Linked DNA regions of Nomascus leucogenys: region 2 is linked to region 1. The links are chromatin contacts, called in public Hi-C maps. All regions are on one chromosome and are shown on one strand. The core of a region is the stretch at or near the end of the contact, and the rest is flanking DNA. Distances in the headings are between cores, read along the strand shown.

Region 1 (4,584 bases), core at 1,263-3,762:
GTCACTTCTACGTCCCTTGGAGGGTGGCTAGGTTCTCTATTCTCATGCCCCAGTGGCACTGTTGCTGCAGCTGCCTCCTGCCCTGAAACTCTCTGGTCCATGATGCCAATGACCTCATCTCAGGCATAGACCTCTGGTTCCCACAGGGGGGTCCCAGGTTCCAGAATCACAGCCCCTCCCCACCCCTCGCCACTGAAGTCTGAATTGAAGCTGCTCTTGGTGAAGCTCACGAAGGCCCATTACCTGGCTGGGTGCCCTGCCTGTGGTACTTCCCCAATCACTGCCTCTCCTGCTTCTGAGTTTTCCAGGCTCCAGTAACTGGAACTACTTCTGTGACGGCAAAAACATTCCCTGTTGCCTGTGCTCCTTGCAGCCATAGAAAATGCTCCAGGAGTTCCATTATTTCCTTCTAAACAATCCAGCAGGATTTTTAGAACTTCATGCTACTTCTTAATTTGGTCCTGTCCCTTTCCCAACCCAGGTGTGTCTGACATATTCTGGATCAAAGAAACTTTGCTTTTCCCACAGAGGCCTAGAGATTCTCCATTAACTGGCATTGCTTTTGCAGAGTGTGGTGTGTCCTCAGCTTTCTCGAAGCCTGTCTGACAAGAACATCATCCCTGCTGCCAGGAGCTGCCCTAGCAAGGGCATGTCCACATGTGAAGGTCAACACTTGCGGATTTCCCAGCCAGCTCATTGATGTGGAATTCCAGCCCCTAAGCACACCCAGAGAAAAGCTGGTACATTTATGTCAGTGCCACTCAGTGGCCTGAGCCTGCCTGCTGCCCAAGAGCAGTGAGAGGGGTGAGTGCGGACGCCAGAGCAGACTGGTGTGGTCCGCGCCAGGCCTTGTCAGGGCTGCTGTGCTCCATGGAGACTGGGATCAGAGGACAACTGTGCCCAACAGATGCTCAGCTTACCAGCCACTGTGCCCCCATAAAACTGGGGAGTCACGGGGGAGCGAGCAAGAGAAAGAGAGAGAGAGACCTACAGGTGTGCAGCACCTGATAGAAACAGTGACCTCGCCCACTGGAAAAGCTGTCCTCACCAGTGTCCTGGCACCTGCTTATTCACTCATTTTGGGGAAAACGGCACCAGTAGAATCAGGGTAGAAACCCCTCACCCTCATATTTTCAAATGTACCTGGACAAGCATTCACAGCTTACAACTATTGTGCAATAAACAGCAAAAAAAAAAAAAAAAAATGTCCTTGAACCAAAATTGTCCTTAGCTGCTCTGCCCTCTAAGAGGGGGCATAGTTTACATGGGAGTCGGGGGGAGACTCCATGTTTGCCCCTTCCCCTTGCTGAGATGGCTGGGGGTGGGGGCTGGAAAAAGTTGGATTCAGCAGAATATGATTTGGAAAACATGGCTGTGGAGCACCATCCCTTCTGGCCCCTGAATCCTCACCAGGTTCCACCCTCTGCTCACCTTGGGCCCTGGATTCCAGCGCCCCCAGGCTCCCAGCTGCCTCCCTGTCTCCGCTCCATGGTTCTGCCTGGAGTTTTGGTCCCTGGTTGTGTCCTGTGGCCCCATTCTCATGCGCCCTTTGCTTCTATTTCTTTACCTATGACTTTATACTGATGTAAAGCAAGTCTTCTCTGTCACTTCTTGTTCTTTGAGGAATGATGAATTAGAATCTAAATGGAAAATCTGGGCAGAGATAGAACCCCCAGCGCGAGCCACCCTGCCCTTCCATGTCTAGATCATCTGGGTTCCAACCTCCATCCTCCTCCAATGAGAAGCTTTTGTCCTCTCAAGATTCCAGTGACTTCTCCGAAGCTCAGATGTGTCTTCACCCCTGGCTGTTCCAAGATGGCCCCATAGTCAAGATTCCTTAAACCCTTGTACCTAAAATGTTCGCCTTTCTTACCATGCTGGCTGCAGCCTCTGGTCCCAGGGGTGTGGAGAGTTCTCTCTTACTTCTGGCTGATTTCCAGGAAGGCTAAGAACACTCTCCCCAGGTTATAATGCCGAGCATTTTGGTTCTCTCCAGCCCTGGGTCCCAATGTCAGGACCTACCTTAGTCCAGTCCATGCTCTCCCATGGGCCTGAAAGAAGATTTGAAGTTTCTGGCTTTCCCTCCAACCCTGCAACTCCCACCACCAGCCATTTCAGCAAGGGGAAGGGGCAAACATGGAGTCTCCCCCCGACTCCCATGTAAACTATGCCCCCTCTTAGAGGGCAGAGCAGCTAAGGACAATTTTGGTTCAAGGACTTTTTTTTTTTTTGCTGTCTATTGCACAAACAAGTGGACTCCCGGGAGCCGGCACTGCTCGTCCCCTGGGCCCTCCTTCCCTGGTCCTGCAGGTCTTGCTGCTTGTCAGGCCTCTCTTCCAACCCTCTGCCACATTTCAGAAAAGCTGAGAACCCCTTGGAGTGAAAAAGGAGGAGAAACACGGTGTCTGTATCCCAGCAGGAAGTTAAATACTTTCACTTCTCTTTTCCCCATTTGGGCAGAAACCTGTGAGGGTGAGTCAGTCTGTCGGCCGACTTCCTGCTCCGAGTCTGCGCAGCCGCACTGCACGCGGGCTGGGCCGACGGGGGAGCTCATAGGCCAGGCTCTGAGACCCAGGCAGGGCCTGGGGTGGGACGATGGCAGGTGGGGGCAGCGACCTGAGCACCAGGTGAGTCTTTATCTCTCTTCCTTTAACCTTTATCTCTGGCAGTATTGGAGCTTTCATGCCTTTAGTTCGGTTTCTGTCTAAAGCTTCGGTTTAGTCCTGCTTTGCAAGAACGTAGGTAGGTAGTGTAATATAATGAAATAAAAGAGAATGTAATAAGGAAATCAGATTTTTACAACCGCAGCAGGACAGCTGTTTGTGTGAGTCCAGCTTGCCATAACACAGATGACTTTTCTTGTTTTGAAACTACTGCTCAGCTGGCCGGGGCACTCTGAACAGTCGTTTCAGTCATTTGTGACTGAGAGTTATTATTTCCTCATGGTCTCCGAACCCTTTCACATCCCTCTGCCCTCTCTACCTTCACATATGTCATGTCAAAGAAGGTAGTTTAGGAAATAGACACTCCAGGGTAAACAGCTGGCTTACTTTTGAACACTGGAAACTGTGGTTTCACCTGTCTCGGGAAGAGGCCTGGGTCAGCTTTGGGGCTATTTCCTTGACTGACTCAGGGTGAGAATTCTGATACAATTGACCTTGATCCAAAGAAGGAAAAAGAAGGAAAAGGTCCAGGATGGCAGAAAGCTAAATATTTTTATTTTTACTTCAATTTCCTGTCCCAAGATGGGGGATGCCGCTGACCAGAAAAGAGATGGAAATCCTATCTTTTCTCTAGTAACGAGTTTATAAATAACATTACTTAATCTTTTTATTTTATTTTATTTTTTTGAGACAGGGTCTCACTCTGTCACCCAGGCTGGAGTGCAGTGGCACAATCTCAGCTCACTGCAACCTCTGTCTCCTGGGTTCAAGCGATTTTAATCTTTTAAATTTTTTAGTACAAAAGAAATACAGTACATTCTTACTCATAAAATGTCAAACAGTGGAGAAGTATATAAAGGAAAAAGTCTTCTTCACCACTCACTTCGCCTTGTAGCTTCCTTTCACAGTCTTGTGAAGAGTCTTGGGCATAGCTTTTCTCATATTTTTCGATGCATTTATGTGTACGAAGTATGTTTTTGTAAACACATAATTTGTGTTCTCGTTTTGTAATAAATGGAATTACATTGTGCATGCTATTCTGCATTTTGCATTTTTACTCATTTTAATGGTGGAAATCTTAGATATCTTTTCACCTTAATACATGTAGATCTACCTCATTCTTTTTACACATACTATTCCATAGAATTTACATAGCATAATTTTTTAACCATTCTCCAATTGAAGGACATTTAGATTGTTTTCAATTGTTCACATTTATCAATAAGCTATAATAATGATTATATATTTCTCTTTTTTTGCACGTATACAAGTATTTATCTTGTGTCTAAACCTTAAAAAGTGGAATTGTTGAAGCAAAGGGTGCTGTTATTTACTTGTTTGTAGATCCTGCCAAATTGTCTTTTTAGGAGGCTGAACGGATGTGTTTCACGAGTAGCAAATGAGATGAACCATCTTCCCGCACACAGCCAAAGTCTGCAAAGGTGATGAAGAATTGCATTTTGTTTTAATTTGTATTTTCCTGATATTGTGGAAAGCTGAACAGCTTTTCATGTTTCTTGGCCACTTAAATTTCCTCTTCTATAATTTTTTTGTTCATTTTTTGCCAATGTGATTCAGTTGAGGTGCTTGTCTTTTTTTCATGATATGGGAGAGTTCACTAAATATTCTGCAAAGTATAAATATACTTTTCTTGTCCCTTACATTTGTATATGGTGACTTCTGTCTTATTAACAGCTTAAAATTTCATGTATAAACATCTTACAACTTAGATTTTATAAGACCGATGCACTTTCATTATAAATAGTGATACAGAGAGTTGCTGAGGAACTCCGTGAGCACTGTCAGTTTTTAAAGTTGTTCTTGTGTTAAGGTGGCAGATTTGATTCTGCCTTTGTTCCAGGAAAAGTTCCTTCTCTAAAATCTCTGACATTTTCTTTTTCAATTTTTAGGCAAAATTATT
Region 2 (4,584 bases), core at 1,308-3,807, 250 kb after region 1:
GAAGCATATATCTGATAAGTGTTTTTTTCTTTAGTTTTAATATCTTTTTAAAATATACTTATTTTAATTTTTGTGAGTACAGAGTAGGTGTATTTATGTGTATGATAAGGATTAGATGTCTAAAATATATAAAGAATTCATGCAACTCAATAGCAAAAAAAAAACACATAACCCAATTGAAAAATGGGCAAAGGACCTGAATAGACATTTTTCCAAAAAAAGATATACAAATGGTTAAAGGGTTTATGGAAAGGTGCCCAACATCACTAATCATCGGGGAAATGCTAGTCAAAACCACAGTGAGATATCATCTCACACTTGTTAGATGGCCATCACCAAAAGGTCAAAAGATAACAAGTGTTGGCAAGGATGTAAAGAAAAGAAAACACTTAAATATTGTTGGTGGGAATGTAAATCGGTGCAGCCGTTCTGAAAAACAGTGTGAAGGTTCCTCAAGAAATTAAAAACACAGGCGGGGCACTGTGGCTCACGTCTGTCATCCCAGCACTTTGGGAGGCCAAGGCAGCAGTTTCAGACCAGCCTGACCAATATGGTGAAATGCCCATCTGTACTGAAAATATAAAAATTAGCCGGGCGTGGTGGCACGCACCTGTAGTCCCACCTACTCAGAAGGCTGAGGTAGGAGAACCATTTGAACCCAGAAGGCAGAGGTTGCAGTGAGCCAAGATCGCACCACTGCACTCCAGCCTGGGTGACAGAGCAAGACTCCGTCTCAAAAAAAAAAATTACCATAGGATCCATCAATTCCCACTACCGGGTATACATTCAAAGTAAATTAAGGACAGGCGCAGTGGCTCACCCCTATAAATCCCAACACTTCTAGTTATACAGTATAGCCATAAAAAGTGAAAGCATTACCTCGGATATTTGCATACCCATGTTTACAAGAGCATTCAGTGGCCATGCACAATGGCAATGGTATTCAGCCATGAAAATGGAATAAAATGTTGATATGTGCTGCAGTGTAGATGACCTTGAAAACACTGGGCTAAGTGAAATCAGCCAGACACGGAAGGACAAATGTGTGATTCCACTGATCTAAGGTACCCAGAATAAGCAAATTCATAGAAACAGAGAATAGAATCAAGGTCACCAGGGGATGGGAGGAGGGGGAAGGAATGCGGTGTTATTTGTATAAAGGGTAGAGAGTTTACGTTGGGAATGACAAACAAGTTTTGGAAATAGTGGTGACGTTTACACGAATGTATTGTGAATGTATTTAATACCACTGAATTGCACACTTACAAATGACTAAATGAGAAATTGATAATGATAAATAATCATATATATTAACAATGAAATGATAACTATTATGGATACTTTGCTACAATAAATAATAATGATAATGGGAGAGGACTCATGTTATTTGAATGTGGAGCTTCGTGTTAATTAGTCCAACTAAGCTATCACATGCTGCTCTCTGGAGCGTGAGGACAGACAATAGCGCTGAGCATAACTGGGGACAGAAAAATAAATTGGCGGGGGCAGGGAGGCTCGGCTTAGTTGAGAGTGAGATTTTATAGAGGATGAATGTCATGACCAATATCAGAAGTTTCTCAGAGCCACAGTTGAGCTGCTTTTTCTGCTGGTTTCAGGTGACTGCAAAACAACGGCACAGGTGTGGGCCTGAAGCCCGCGTAATGGAGCTTTCCCCTCCTCCCTGGATTCAGCCACACCCAGGACGAATGAGGTTTGGCTGCAAAACTTAATAGTTTATGGGGGTTTGGGGGTTTTTGTTTTTTGTTTTTTGAGACCGAGTCTCACTCTGTCTCCCAGGCTGGAGTGCAGTGACGTGATCTTGGCCCTCTGCAACCTCCACCTCCCAGGTTCAAGCGATTCTTCTGCCTCAGCCTTCCCAGTAGCTGGAATTACAGGCCCCACCACCATGTCCGGTTAATTTTTGTATTTTAGGAGAGATGGAGTTTTCATCATGTTGGCCAGGCTGGTCTCAAACTCCTGACCTCAAGTGATTCACCTGACTCGGTCTCCCAAAATGCTGGGATTACAGGCGTGAGCCACCGCACCCATCTAATTTAATGGTTTAAAAGAATTTGAGGCCAGGCACAGTGGCTCATGCCTGTAATCCCAGCACTTTGGGAGGCCGAGGCTAGTGGATCACTTGAGGTCAGGAGTTCAAGACCAGCCTGACCAACATGGTGAAACCCCATCTCTACTAAAAATACAAAAATTAGCCAGGCATGGTGGTGCACACCTGTAATCCCAGCTACTCGGGCAACTGAAGCAGGAAAATCACTTGAACCCGGGAGGCGGAGGTTACAGTGAGCCAAGATCATGCCACTGCACTCCAGCCTGGGCGACAAGAGCAAAACCCCGTCTCAAAAAAAAAAAAAGAGAAAACAAAACAAAAGTGAGGAAATCCAAGGGAGGGAAATCACTGCCCCAGCTCAGGGTTCTTGCCCCGAGGAAGGAGCTGCACTGCCAGAGTCCCTTTCAGGCACTCTCCAGGAAGCCGCCAACCCCCAGCTGCAGTGCCTGCATGACAAAAGATCAAGTTCAAGGGCCTGGCTTCCCCTCTGTTCCCCCACACACACCCCCGCACACCCCCAGCAACACAGACAGGAAGCAGGGCTCACTCTTCCTGCACCAGTGCACTTACGGGAAGTCAGCTGCTATCACAAGTGCAGCCTCCTGAGAGCCCAGGCCCTCTCCCAGAACCCCACCCATACCTGGTGGGGCTGATATCCAGCTAGGGTGCTGCACTAAAGCCCTACACAGTACTGAAGCATTAACACACTTTTAACCTACTTGGGGAAAAGCCACTGCCCTGAGCCCCTTGAAAGAGCTCAGGAAATGCCACCCCAAAATATGCTACTTTGGTGTGCTGGTCACTTTGAGCTGAAGACACTTCAGAAAGACCAAAGACAGAGAGATGTTTTCCCTGAACTCCCCCGATCTGCCTAAAGACAGATCTCCAGTCCCCTCCCAGGGAGTTTCAGGGAAATGAAAATCAAAACCACAGTGAGATACCATCTCACCCCTGTTAGATGGCTAGCATCAAAAGGTGAAAAGGTAACAGGTGTTGGCAAGGATGTAGAGAAAACACGTATATGTTGTTGGTGGGAATGTAAATTGGTGCTGCCAGTCTGTAAAACAGTGTGAAGTTTCCTCAAAAAATTAAAAATAGGGACTAGGTCGGGGTGGCTGGCAAAATGGCCAAATAAGAACAGTTCCAGTCTGCAGCTCCCAGCAAGATCAATGCAGAAGGCAGGTAATTTCTGCATTTCCAACTGAGGTACCAAGCTCATCTCACTGGGACTGGTTAGACAGTGGGTGCAGCTCACAGAGGGTGAGCCAAAGCAGAGTGGGGCATTGCCTCAACTGGGAAGCCCAAGAGGTCAGGAAACGCCCTCCCCTAGCCAAGGGAAGCCACGAGAGACTGTGCCATGAGAAACAGTGCACTCCAGCACAGATACTACACTTTTCCCATGGTCTTTGCAACCTGCAGACCAGGAGATTCCCTCAGGTGCCTACACCACAAGGGCCCTGGGTTTCAAGCACAAAACTGAGCAGCCATTTGGGCAGACACCGAGCTAACTGCAGGAGTTTGTCTTTCCGTAACCCAGTGGTGCCTGGAACGCCAGTGAGACAGAACCATTCACTCCTCTGGAAAGGGGGCTGAAGCCAGGGAGCCAAGTGGTCCAGCTCAGCAGATCCCACCCCCATGGAGCCCAGCAAGCTAAGACTGACTGGCTTGAAATTCTTGCTGGCAGCACAGCCATCTGAAGTTGACCTGGGATGCTCAAGCTTGGTGGGAGGAGGGGCGTCCACCATTACTAAGGCTCGAGTAGGTGGGTTTTCCCTCACAGTGTAAACAAAGCCACTGGGAAGTTCAGAATAGGTAGAGCCCACTACAGCTCAGCAAGGCTGTTGTAGCCAGATTGCCTGTCTAGATTGCTCCTCTCTGGGCAGGGCATATCTGAAAGAAAGGCAGCAGCCGCAGTCAGAGGCTTATAGATAAAACTCCGACCTCCCTGGGACAGAGCACCTGTGGGCGCAGCTTCAGCAGACTTAAACATTCCTGCCTGCTGGCTCTGAAGAGACGAACAGATCTCCCAGAACAGTGCTCAAGCTCTGCTAAGGGACAGATTGCCTCCTCAAGTGAGTCCCTGACCCCTGTGCCTCCTGACTGGGAGATACCCCCCAGCAGGGGTCAACAGACACCTCATATAGGAGAGCTCTGGCTGGCATCTGGCAGGTGCCCCTCTGGGATGAAGCTTCCAGAGGAAAGAACAGGAAGCAATCTTTGCTGTTCTGCAGCCTCTGCTTGTGATACCCAGACAATCAGGGTCTGGAGTGGACCTCCAGCAAACTCAGCAGACCTGCAGAAGAAGGACCTGACTGTTAGAAGGAAAACTAACAAACAGAATGCAATAGCGTCAACATCAACAGAAAGGACAACCACACAGAAACTCCATGTGAAGGTCACCAACATCAAAGACCAAAGGTAGATGAATCCACAAAGATGAGGAAAAACCAGCACAAAAAGGCTGAAAATTCCAAAAACCAGAATGCCTCTTCTCCTCCAAAGGATCACAACTCCTC

What was found. Hi-C and Micro-C count contacts between places; a contact is called where the count stands out from the background.
Region 2: a Hi-C map of an unstated tissue shows a contact between it and region 1, with 2.7 times the contacts expected there. The contact joins the enhancer-like site here to the promoter of SP140L in region 1. A contact is called at or near these places in 2 of 4 Hi-C or Micro-C datasets (a lymphoblastoid cell line and an unstated tissue).

The regions. Positions count from the first base shown.
Region 1 is chr22a:130,960,871-130,965,454 of Asia_NLE_v1, forward strand. It overlaps SP140L (nuclear body protein SP140-like protein), which reads left to right and starts at 2,513. Exons shown (of 19, transcript XM_030802386.1): 1 at 2,513-2,627; 2 at 4,031-4,105. The coding sequence starts at 2,596.
Region 2 is chr22a:131,214,099-131,218,682 of Asia_NLE_v1, forward strand. No RefSeq gene overlaps it. Among named protein-coding and RNA genes, the nearest start is that of CAB39, 110 kb to the right of the region's middle. Within about 2 kb of position 2,558, the one cell type or tissue checked has an H3K27ac peak away from gene starts, as active enhancers do. A contact at or near this core is called in a lymphoblastoid cell line, where this site is marked.